Regions from separate parts of the Sorghum bicolor genome. Here region 2 is linked to region 1. The links are chromatin contacts, called in public HiCAR-type maps. All regions are on one chromosome and are shown on one strand. The core of a region is the stretch at or near the end of the contact, and the rest is flanking DNA. Distances in the headings are between cores, read along the strand shown.

Region 1 (4,657 bases), core at 1,270-3,769:
TGTACAACTGCTGGCATATGCTCCCCGATCCCCAAATTTTGAAGCCATTCTTTGACCTTTAATTAAACAATGGAGATTAGTTCAGTTCTTCATGACTGAAAATGAAGCTTCCACACAAAGTAATTGTTATGCCAAGTAGAGTTGCCAGTCAAAGAAACGGATATAATCAGGTCAGCAAAATCACTCATTTAGAAGGCGCTGCTATATTAGGGGGATAAAACCCCAAACAGCTCTCAAAGTAAAATGCATGTGCTGGCTCAAGCAAGTGAAAATGACAGAAAACATAGTGAAATGCAAAATGTAATGAGAAGCAACTCCTTTTGTCAAGAAAAAAGGTGCACTATATGGAATATATTTGCAATGTGCTGTAACCAATGCATTTAGTGGTTAACCAGAAAGAATAAGTATATTCAAGCACAGCTCAAAATAATCATAAAGATTATGTAACCAACCTGTTCCTGTTTCTCATGAAATTCTTCAAGAAATGCACGTCTCTTCAATGCAAAATGTAGATATAGAACTTGTGAAGCCTTCTTATATAGAAGCCACCTAAACTGAGAGAAGAACTAGTGAACATTATTTTAATGGATTTCAGACTTCATATTTTGGGGAATTGCATAGGCTAGAAATTCAATAAATGAACGTTAACCAAAGCAATCCCAAATATTCCAGTGGTCCTTGTTTAGTTCCTCAAAAATTTTGCAAAATTTTTCAGATTCCCCGTCACATCGAATCTTTAGACGTATGCATGGAGTATTAAATATAGATGAAAATAAAAACTAATTGCACAGTTTGGTCGGAATTGACGAGACGAATCTTTTGAGCCTAGTTAGTCTATAATTGGACAATATTTGTCAAATACAAACGAAAGTGCTACTATTCCTATTTTGCAAAATTTTTTGAAAGTAAACAAGGCCGGTTTTCACACTATTCATCAACAAGACAGCAATGTACCATGCTATGCTACATCAACTGATGCAAGACTATTCAATTTTGCCTTCACTCGATGCAACCACAAGGGGACATATCACATCAATCTTTTTCCTTGGTTGATTGGCAGCAGCACCCCAGTTCGCATTTTGTTCTCTGTGTCCACCCGTCACTTCACCCAGTCATCTAATGACATCAGTACATCACACTGAATGTCTCATACATTTGCCACCAGATTGCACTCTAATATTAACCCACCCACCCACCAAAAAAAAAGAGAGACCCTTTGAAAGCAAAAGAGACAAAACAAAAACTACCTGAGTTCCATGTAAGCATATACTTTTTCTGTTTCCCAGTGCACGCACAAAGCACCAAATATAAGAAATGTTTAATGGCAGTTGATTTTACTGAAACCTACGGGTTACCCTTTTCTTTAAAAGAAGTTTAATGATAGTGGGCCATACAAAGTCCTAATCTCCTATGTTAATTATTATTGAATGGTATACAATGATCACCTCAACCACTTGTACCCAACGAAAAGATAATGGACTTTTGAAGGAGTAGCAAGAAGCTCAAATTGCTAAAGGACATCAGCACACTGAACATTGGCAGAGGCGAAATGTTCACCAGCTTTTTGCATCGAATGGAAAATCCCAGACGGAACTCATGCAATCATTGAGTCACGCACTGACAACATTGCAACCCAAAGCACATAAGAGGTATCATTTTCCTCCACAGTAAGCCCAATAAGTTTTTTGTGAAAAAGGAATAGGAATTCAACAAAGGCTACCTTTATTATATATAAATAAAGTATACACACTTCCATATTCGCATCGACATCAGAGCAGCACGCTGCACGCCCGAATTGAACCACAAGCCACTCACTCACAGAACCCGAATCGAATGAGCAACTCAGTTGTCGGCACCTCAAGTCAAGGGATAATCGAAGCTTCTGAGATCACCTAGAAAAATGTAGTCGGAGCCCATCGGGGGAACAAATCACCCAGACGCCCAATCCACGCAGCAATTCTAAACCACCAAATGCCAGGCACTACTGCGCTGCCCACCCAACCAGAGGAGCTAGCAAGGCCAGACGAATCCGGAGGTGGGAAGAGGTGGCGGCGCCCGGGGACGGACCTGCTTGTAGTGGACCTCGATGGTGTAGGAGAGCAGCATGGGCGTGATGTCCCCGGCGTCGGGGCGCGAGACCCCGACGATCCTGGCCCGCGGCAGCTCGTCGAACACCCGCGCCGACTCCGGCAGGCGGAACGACGCCGACGACGCGGCGCCCAACCCCTCCGGCTCGGGCGGCTCCGGCGGCATCCTGACGTACCCGTGGCCGCCGTGCTCCTGCTCCTCCTCCTCCTCGCCGGTCATAGATTCCTCGCGGGGTATATATGGATGGTTTGGCTTGGTGTTTGGGAGTGCGGGCGAGACACGAAGCGGAAGCGGAGGAAAGGGGCGGTGAGCCGGTAGGTGCCACGACCGGACTGCCGCGCCGTGGAAGGAAGGGGGAGACGTGCAGATGGATGTGCTCTGCTGCCTGCCAAATTTGGGGTGCTTTTGGCTTTTTCCTTGCCAATTTTTTGATTGAATTTATATTTCTGATTTCTGATGATGATCTTATTTTGATGGTTTAGGACTTGTTTAGTTCATCCAAAAATCAAAAACTTTTCAAGATTTATCGTCACATCAAATCTTACGGCACGTGCATAAAACATTAAATATAGATAAAAATAAAAATTAATTGCATAGTTTATCTGTAAATTACGAGACGAATCTCTTAAACCTAGTTACTCCATGATTGGACAATGTTTGTCAAATAAAAACGAAAATATTATAGTATCAAAATAAAAAAAACTAGATCTAAACGAGGCCTTAAGCTAGTGCCTTGTTTACTTTAAAAAACTTTGCAAAATAGAAATAATAGCGCTTTCATTTTTATTTGACAAGTATTGTGTAATCATAGATTAACTAGACTCAAAAAATTCGTTTTACAAATTAAAGATTATTTTTATTTATATTTAATGTTTAATATATGTGCCGTAAAATTTGATGTAACACTACTTTGAGACTAACGCATGGACGTCTCAACATGGTGGGACGTGACAAGTTCCATGAGCCACACGTCCGTGCCGCACGTTTGTGTGAATGTACCTCCTACTTCCTCCTTTCTAAAATAAATCTCTACATCTCGTTTCTAAAATAAATCTCTACAGCTAATCTCAATTTTAATTAGATTTATAGAAATAATGTTAAAATTTCTATCTTCAAATAAATTTACTAAAATTATATATTTAGCCAAAGTTAGAATTTTTTTTAAAACTCTTAGAAATACGAGATGGAGAATTATTTTGAGATAAAGGGAGACCTGAAGTATATCTCCTTAAGATAAATGATAATTTCATGGGGCACCAATTTGATTATAGTTGATAATAAAATATGTATGCTGATATTGAAAAGCAATAGGTTGAATTTTATTATTTTTTAAGTCTTGATGCTCGGTTGTAATTATGATTTGTTTGGTTGCTGTCCTAAAAGACGCATATCTATCGGACAACAAATTTTGACCACATGACATTCAAAATGAGCAATCTAAATTGCTATTCTCTCTGTTCCATATAGTGTCCTTACCACTTCTTGAGAAAATCAGTTTTTTTTTATTTTTTTACCAAATGTATATAATAAAACATTAATATTTATGGTATACAATTACTACCATTAGATAAATCATTAATATATTTTCATAATAAATGTATTTACTAACATAAATATTGATAATATATTTTCTATAAATCTAGTTGAACTTAAAAAAATCTAAACACAAACACATATATATCGTTTGGCATACCCTATAACTGTAGCATACGGAGCGTAGGTCCCTCACACGTGACAAGCAAAATTGTGAAAGTTCGAGAGTGGAACTCCAAGCGTCCTATGGTGGTCAAACGCTGCGTTCGTTTGGTTTATAAGTTATGGCAAAAAATATTGTTGCTGATTTTTATGAGAGAAAAACGCTGCTGAATAGCTGATAGATTCGGCTGATAAGCTTAGCGAATAATATTTCCAGTTATGGCTTTTTAGACTAGCGAACAGGCTCAGGTAAATGTGCAAAAAGAACTCCTAGCCGCAACATGTTGAAACCGATATAATACCACTATAGGTCTGTTTGTTTTCCCTTGTTAAATTTTAGCCAGCTAAGTTTTAGTCAATTTAGTAGCTAAATTTCATCTTCAAGAGCATATCTAAATCTCATTCTTTAAATCATCATTTGGAGAGCCATTTGCATAAAAAACACTTTTTATATCTTTTTACTCTTCAACATATTTTCTATATCTTATGCACACTATAGAGAGTCATTCTCATCTTTTATTTTTAGCTAATAAAAAATCAAAAATAAAAGATGGCTATATTTAGATAACCATTTAGATAAGTTATTGGAGAGATAAGCTATTGGAGGACAATTTTTCATCAAAATCTATATTCCTAGCTTTTAGCAAGGATTTAGAGAGTCTCTTAAAGACGTTCTAAAATAGTTTAGTCTCACTAGTCACTTAAGAATAGCTAAAATAGTTTTAGCTGACTAAACTTTAGTAAGTGGAACCAAACATGCTCTCCCTATTTGGAACATTGGAGTAGTAAATACGGTGACAGCCTTACTTGGAGCATGATATTTCGAGTGGCAGCTTTTTCTGCATTACCTCTTCAAAAGGAACGTAATTCTACA
Region 2 (4,657 bases), core at 1,274-3,773, 140 kb after region 1:
ATTGAAGGTGAGTCTCAGGATATACCTAAACTTTGAACTCCATTTTAAGGAATTAGTGAGCTTGATAATACACCACTTGCAGGTGCGTCTTGAACACATCATTGAAAGGATAGCCTTGATTTCTGATGCTGCAAACACAGAACGACCTTCTCTTGTTGTCAACAACTTGTTCATAGGTGGGGCTCTGGCTGCAAGGTCTAAGTACACCCTACAGCATTTGGGCATTACCCATGTACTCTGTTTGTGTTCGAATGAGATTGGTCAATCCGATTCCCAATTTCCTGATGTTTTTGAATACAAGAACTTTTCAGTAAGAGCATCAATCTCTGTGGTTTAGGATTCCCATTTATGATGCCTAGATTCATAGTCACATATTTAAATTGAAAAATGTTGTGTTTTATTACAGATTAGTGATGATGATGATGCAAACATCAGTGATCTTTTTGAGGAAGCATCAGACTTTATTGATCATGTGGATCATGTTGGGGGCAAGGTTCTAGTTCATTGCTTTGAAGGGAAGAGTCGGAGTGCCACAGTCGTACTTGCCTATTTGATGCTTAGAGAGTAAGTCTTAACTTCTGCAGTTCTTCCACTTGCGACTGAAATTGCATGATAATGGCTGCACAAGAATTTTATTGGAGCTTTGCTATTGACATGAGGGCACTCACAATGCAGACTCTATCATAGAGTCTAAAGTTATTTATTACCTCGAACAATGTGGACTTGGAGTCTAAATAAGACTTGGAGTCTTATTTTTTCTACCTCTTTCTTCAATAAATATGTTGCCACATCAGCAAAATACCATAAATAATATGTAATTAAATGTCTTGGACTCTGTGATAGAGTCTTGCATTGTGAGTGCCCTGATAGAGCTGTATTCTTCAGGGGTTTCACTCTCGCAAAAGCCTGGAACTTACTGAAGAAAGTACACCGTCGAGCACAGCCAAACGATGGCTTCGCCAAGGCTCTCCTGGCCCTTGATAAGAGGCTGCATGGTAAGGTATCTATGGACTGGCAGCACAAGCGGCCAGAAATGAAGGTGTGCCCAATCTGCAGCAAGAATGTTGGTCTAAGTACGAGTTCGCTCAAGCTTCACCTGCAAAAGGCACACAAGCGGCTCTCTGCAGGCAGTGTAGACAGCGCCATGACCATGGAGATCCAGAAATCAATCGAGTCACTCCGGATCAGCCGAGGCGGAAGCCTGAGCCCGTCTCAGAAGCTGACCAAGGTGTTCACCAATGAGCTGAGCTTCTGATCTGTTTTCCTGTACTATAGCTGAGGCAATGTACTTGGCTCACACTGTCGTAACTTGTACTATTAGACTGAACTTTGGTGACTATAGACTATAGATTTAGTTCACACGCCTGTATGATTAGCACAAGAATGTTCAGGTATGAAGGGCGCACCACTAAGGAATAAGACTACGCTCTTGTACCTGTAGTCTGCAATTTGCAGTTTTCTTCTAATGTGATCTACAGAGTTATTATTGTATATTGTATGGATATTGTCCCGTGTTCATTCCTGTTGTTTGGTCTTTCAAGGTGGCACCTAAGGTACATTTTCTATGTGGTTTCTTACATAAAACAAGGTCCTGAGTCCTGGCCTGTATAAAAACAACAAAGGAAGGGAGGTTGATGAAAGTTGTCTTTTCCTCTAGTGAAAAGGAGTAAGTGCATCCCTACTATTTTTAAATGCCTTGTTGTGAATAAGTACTCTGTCCATAAAAAAATGCAACTACGGTAAAGTTTAATTAAGTTTACAGTAAATAGTATTCATATTTATGTCTCCAAATTAGTTTATTATGAAAGTATATTTCATAATGAATCTAATGATATCTATGTTGTATCACAAATGTTAGTATTTTTCTTGTATAAATTTGGTTAAATTTGAAAGCATTTGGTTTCTTGAAATGCGAAGATTATATTATTTTGTGGGCAGAGGGAGTATGTCTTAGCAATAAGAATTACATTATTCATAAAACAGTGTTTGGAAGCTAAGACATTGTTTAGTTCTGAAAAGTTTTTGATAGTGTAGCACTTTCGTTTGTATTTGACAATTATTATCCAACTATAGACTATAAGTAGGCTCAAAAGATTTGTTTCGTAAATTACAGACAAATTGTGCAATTAGTTTTTGTTCTTGTCTATATTTAGTGCTTCATGCATGTGCCGTAAGATTCGATGTGATGTGGAATCTTGAAAAGGTTTTGAATTTTGGGGTGATTTAAACAAGCCTAAGAAATGTTTTGTGTTTTCAGAAAGCAGTGTGGAAAATTTTGGAGTAGCTGCTAGTTTCTGTCAAGAACTTGGCGTAGCTAAATTTTTTCAAAAAAAGAGCTAAGAAGTAAAAAATTAGGTCATCCAAATCCAAGAAGCCTATGACCCCCGGTCCCCCGCTCCCTGGCTGTCTGGCAAAACCGGGCCCATTCCTGTTCAAATTCCGTGATTGTCAGGTGGGGCCCACCAAAATAGCGACCCGATCTCGATTCCTCGTCCCCGGGCCCCCACATCCAACGGTCATCTCCCCTCCGCTCCACGCCGCCACCGCTCTCCTCCTCGCGGCGCAAACCGCACCTCCACAGGAAACCCCAAGCGGCGGCCGTCCCTTCCGCGGCTCCGCCCGCCTCCCTCTGCTCTCCGATTCTAGCGGATTCCATGGCCAGAGGCGACGCCGGCGCGCTGGTGCCGGCACCGGCGCTGGCGCCCGCGCCCACTCCGGCCCAGGTCTACCTGCCCGCGTGGCGCCGCACGTACGACCGCCTCGTGAAGATGCTGCGCCAGGCGTACGCGCAGGCCGAGGAGCTCTCCGTCGAGCGCGAGCACCTCATCACCGAGCTCCAGTTCCTGCAGAGCGGCCTCCGCGAGCGCGAGGAGATCTCCCAGGCCCGCCTCCAGCAGGTACGAACGATTCGGGTCCCTGTCCGCGGGTTGTTTCTCTTTGCGATTGGATTCGGGGAAGGCCAGCTCTCCGCCGCCGCTGACGCGCGCTAGGTTTTCTTTCTTTTTTTTCCTTTTTTTTTTGCGCCATCTCTACTTCCAGATCTGTAAGCACGAGGAGGTCCGAAAGAGGGCCGTTGAGGCTGAGACGGCGGCGTGTCTTGGCGGCAAGGAGCTTCAGATTCACTGCTACCAGAAGCTCGCAGGTAAGGAAGGAGAGGAACCAAAGCTTCGACTGTTCCTCTTTGGGTTTCATCGTTATCTTGATACTTGTGTGCGTTTGAAATACTTGATTGATTCTCGCTGCTACCGTGGCTGCTACTGCCACGGCCATTGTATACTGAAACCAAACATTGCCTTAGCTTCGTGGGTTCCATTTCATATCCCTTTCATATTCGTTCTTTATGATAGGAGCTCTCTTGTAGTGACAGTTAGTTCTTTTCTGTGCCTGATTGCACTCTCTCGATTACTGAAGTTAGTTTGTCCTCTTTAGGTATATAGTACATATCTGTGCCAATTTCATTATGCTTTCTATGGCCCTTCGTGGGCACCTGCCCTTCCTTAGCCTACTTTTGCTGCTACTATAGAATAAGAATGAAAAAGCTTCATCTCTATTTGTTTCTGCTGTGTATTGTGTAGCTTAGAGTTGTCTCTTAACTTCTTAAGATTACATTGGTGTAAAACAGTCACCACACTAGAAGTTGGCACCTTATGGTAGCTACATCTCCACGTTGCGGTTTGAGATTCCAAATGTTATTGACTATGCCATGTGCATTATTTTATTTACTTTTGGATCTTACAGCAGCCTAGACTTGTACAACAAAATAGTTTCTTTATCAAGAACTTGAATGTTGGTTATTTTTCCCACCTACTCCCTCCGATCCGATTTATCTGGCGTACGAGCGTTTTTTAAATCGGTCACAATACCTGGCGGGCGGTAGTACCAAGGTATATGATCATTACTCCGGCGACGCATGCTGCATGCATGCAGCTGAACCGCTGCGCTAGCTAGTGTATACTCTCATGTCCGTGCCCTTCTAGACACTTGCTGATTGCTCCACCTGAATAAAAAACGATTTAGCTGCCGGCGGTATGATGGTATTCTAGGCGCAGCGAAGCACGGCAGTAAATAAGTGTGCGTGCCTCTATAGCCTCCTTGGTATCTGGTATATAGCCTCGTATGCCAGATAAATAGGAATGGAGGGAGTAATTGGGCTTTACAGCTGTGTTGAACCAGTTGGATTTGCAGCATTTTCCATATGGTTTACAGCTGTTTAGAAGACAAAGTATATGTTTGGCACCTTGTATATTCAGTTGTTCACTGCATCTCCATGTTGCATTTTGAGATTCTAACTTATTATTTTGGAAGTTAAAGTCAAACCTTCCCTTGTGTGCTCAAACCAGAACTTGCTGAGAATGATTTGGAGGACTTCAAAAGTTGTATTTTGAATTTGACTGCTGAAAATACTGAGCTAAAGGTAGTTACAAATACATGAGTTTAGTTTGCCTGGACCATTGTGGATTTCATATTGTCCATCTCACCGATTTTTCACCTTCTCTCATAATGCCAGGAAAAACTGAAGAAGTTTGAAAGTCAGATGGAGATTTGTACCGACAATTCAGATCACCAGAAAAGTGGGAAAGATATTAGGGAAGAGGTAAGGAAACTAAAGAAAGCTTACAAGATCCTGAGGTCAGAGAAGGACAAGGAAATTTCAGCA

Evidence for each region. HiCAR-type assays count read pairs that join an accessible place to other places.
Region 2: a HiCAR-type map of leaf shows a contact between it and region 1, with 4 times the contacts expected there. The contact joins the promoter of LOC8060343 here to the promoter of LOC8060338 in region 1. A contact is called at or near these places in 2 of 4 Hi-C or Micro-C datasets (both in leaf) and 1 of 1 datasets of contacts at active chromatin or transcription factors (leaf).

The regions. Positions count from the first base shown.
Region 1 is chr3:15,203,694-15,208,350 of Sorghum_bicolor_NCBIv3, forward strand. It overlaps LOC8060338 (phospholipase D zeta 1), which reads right to left and starts at 2,520. Exons shown (of 20, transcript XM_021456955.1): 1 at 2,068-2,520; 2 at 453-554; 3 at 1-56. The coding sequence starts at 2,307.
Region 2 is chr3:15,346,256-15,350,912 of Sorghum_bicolor_NCBIv3, forward strand. It overlaps LOC8060343, which reads left to right and starts at 2,524. Exons shown (of 5, transcript XR_002451707.1): 1 at 2,524-2,897; 2 at 3,040-3,142; 3 at 4,341-4,414; 4 at 4,508-4,657. It overlaps LOC8060342 (dual specificity protein phosphatase PHS1), which reads left to right. Exons shown (of 11, transcript XM_002455488.2): 8 at 1-7; 9 at 83-310; 10 at 407-564; 11 at 886-1,540. The coding sequence ends at 1,255.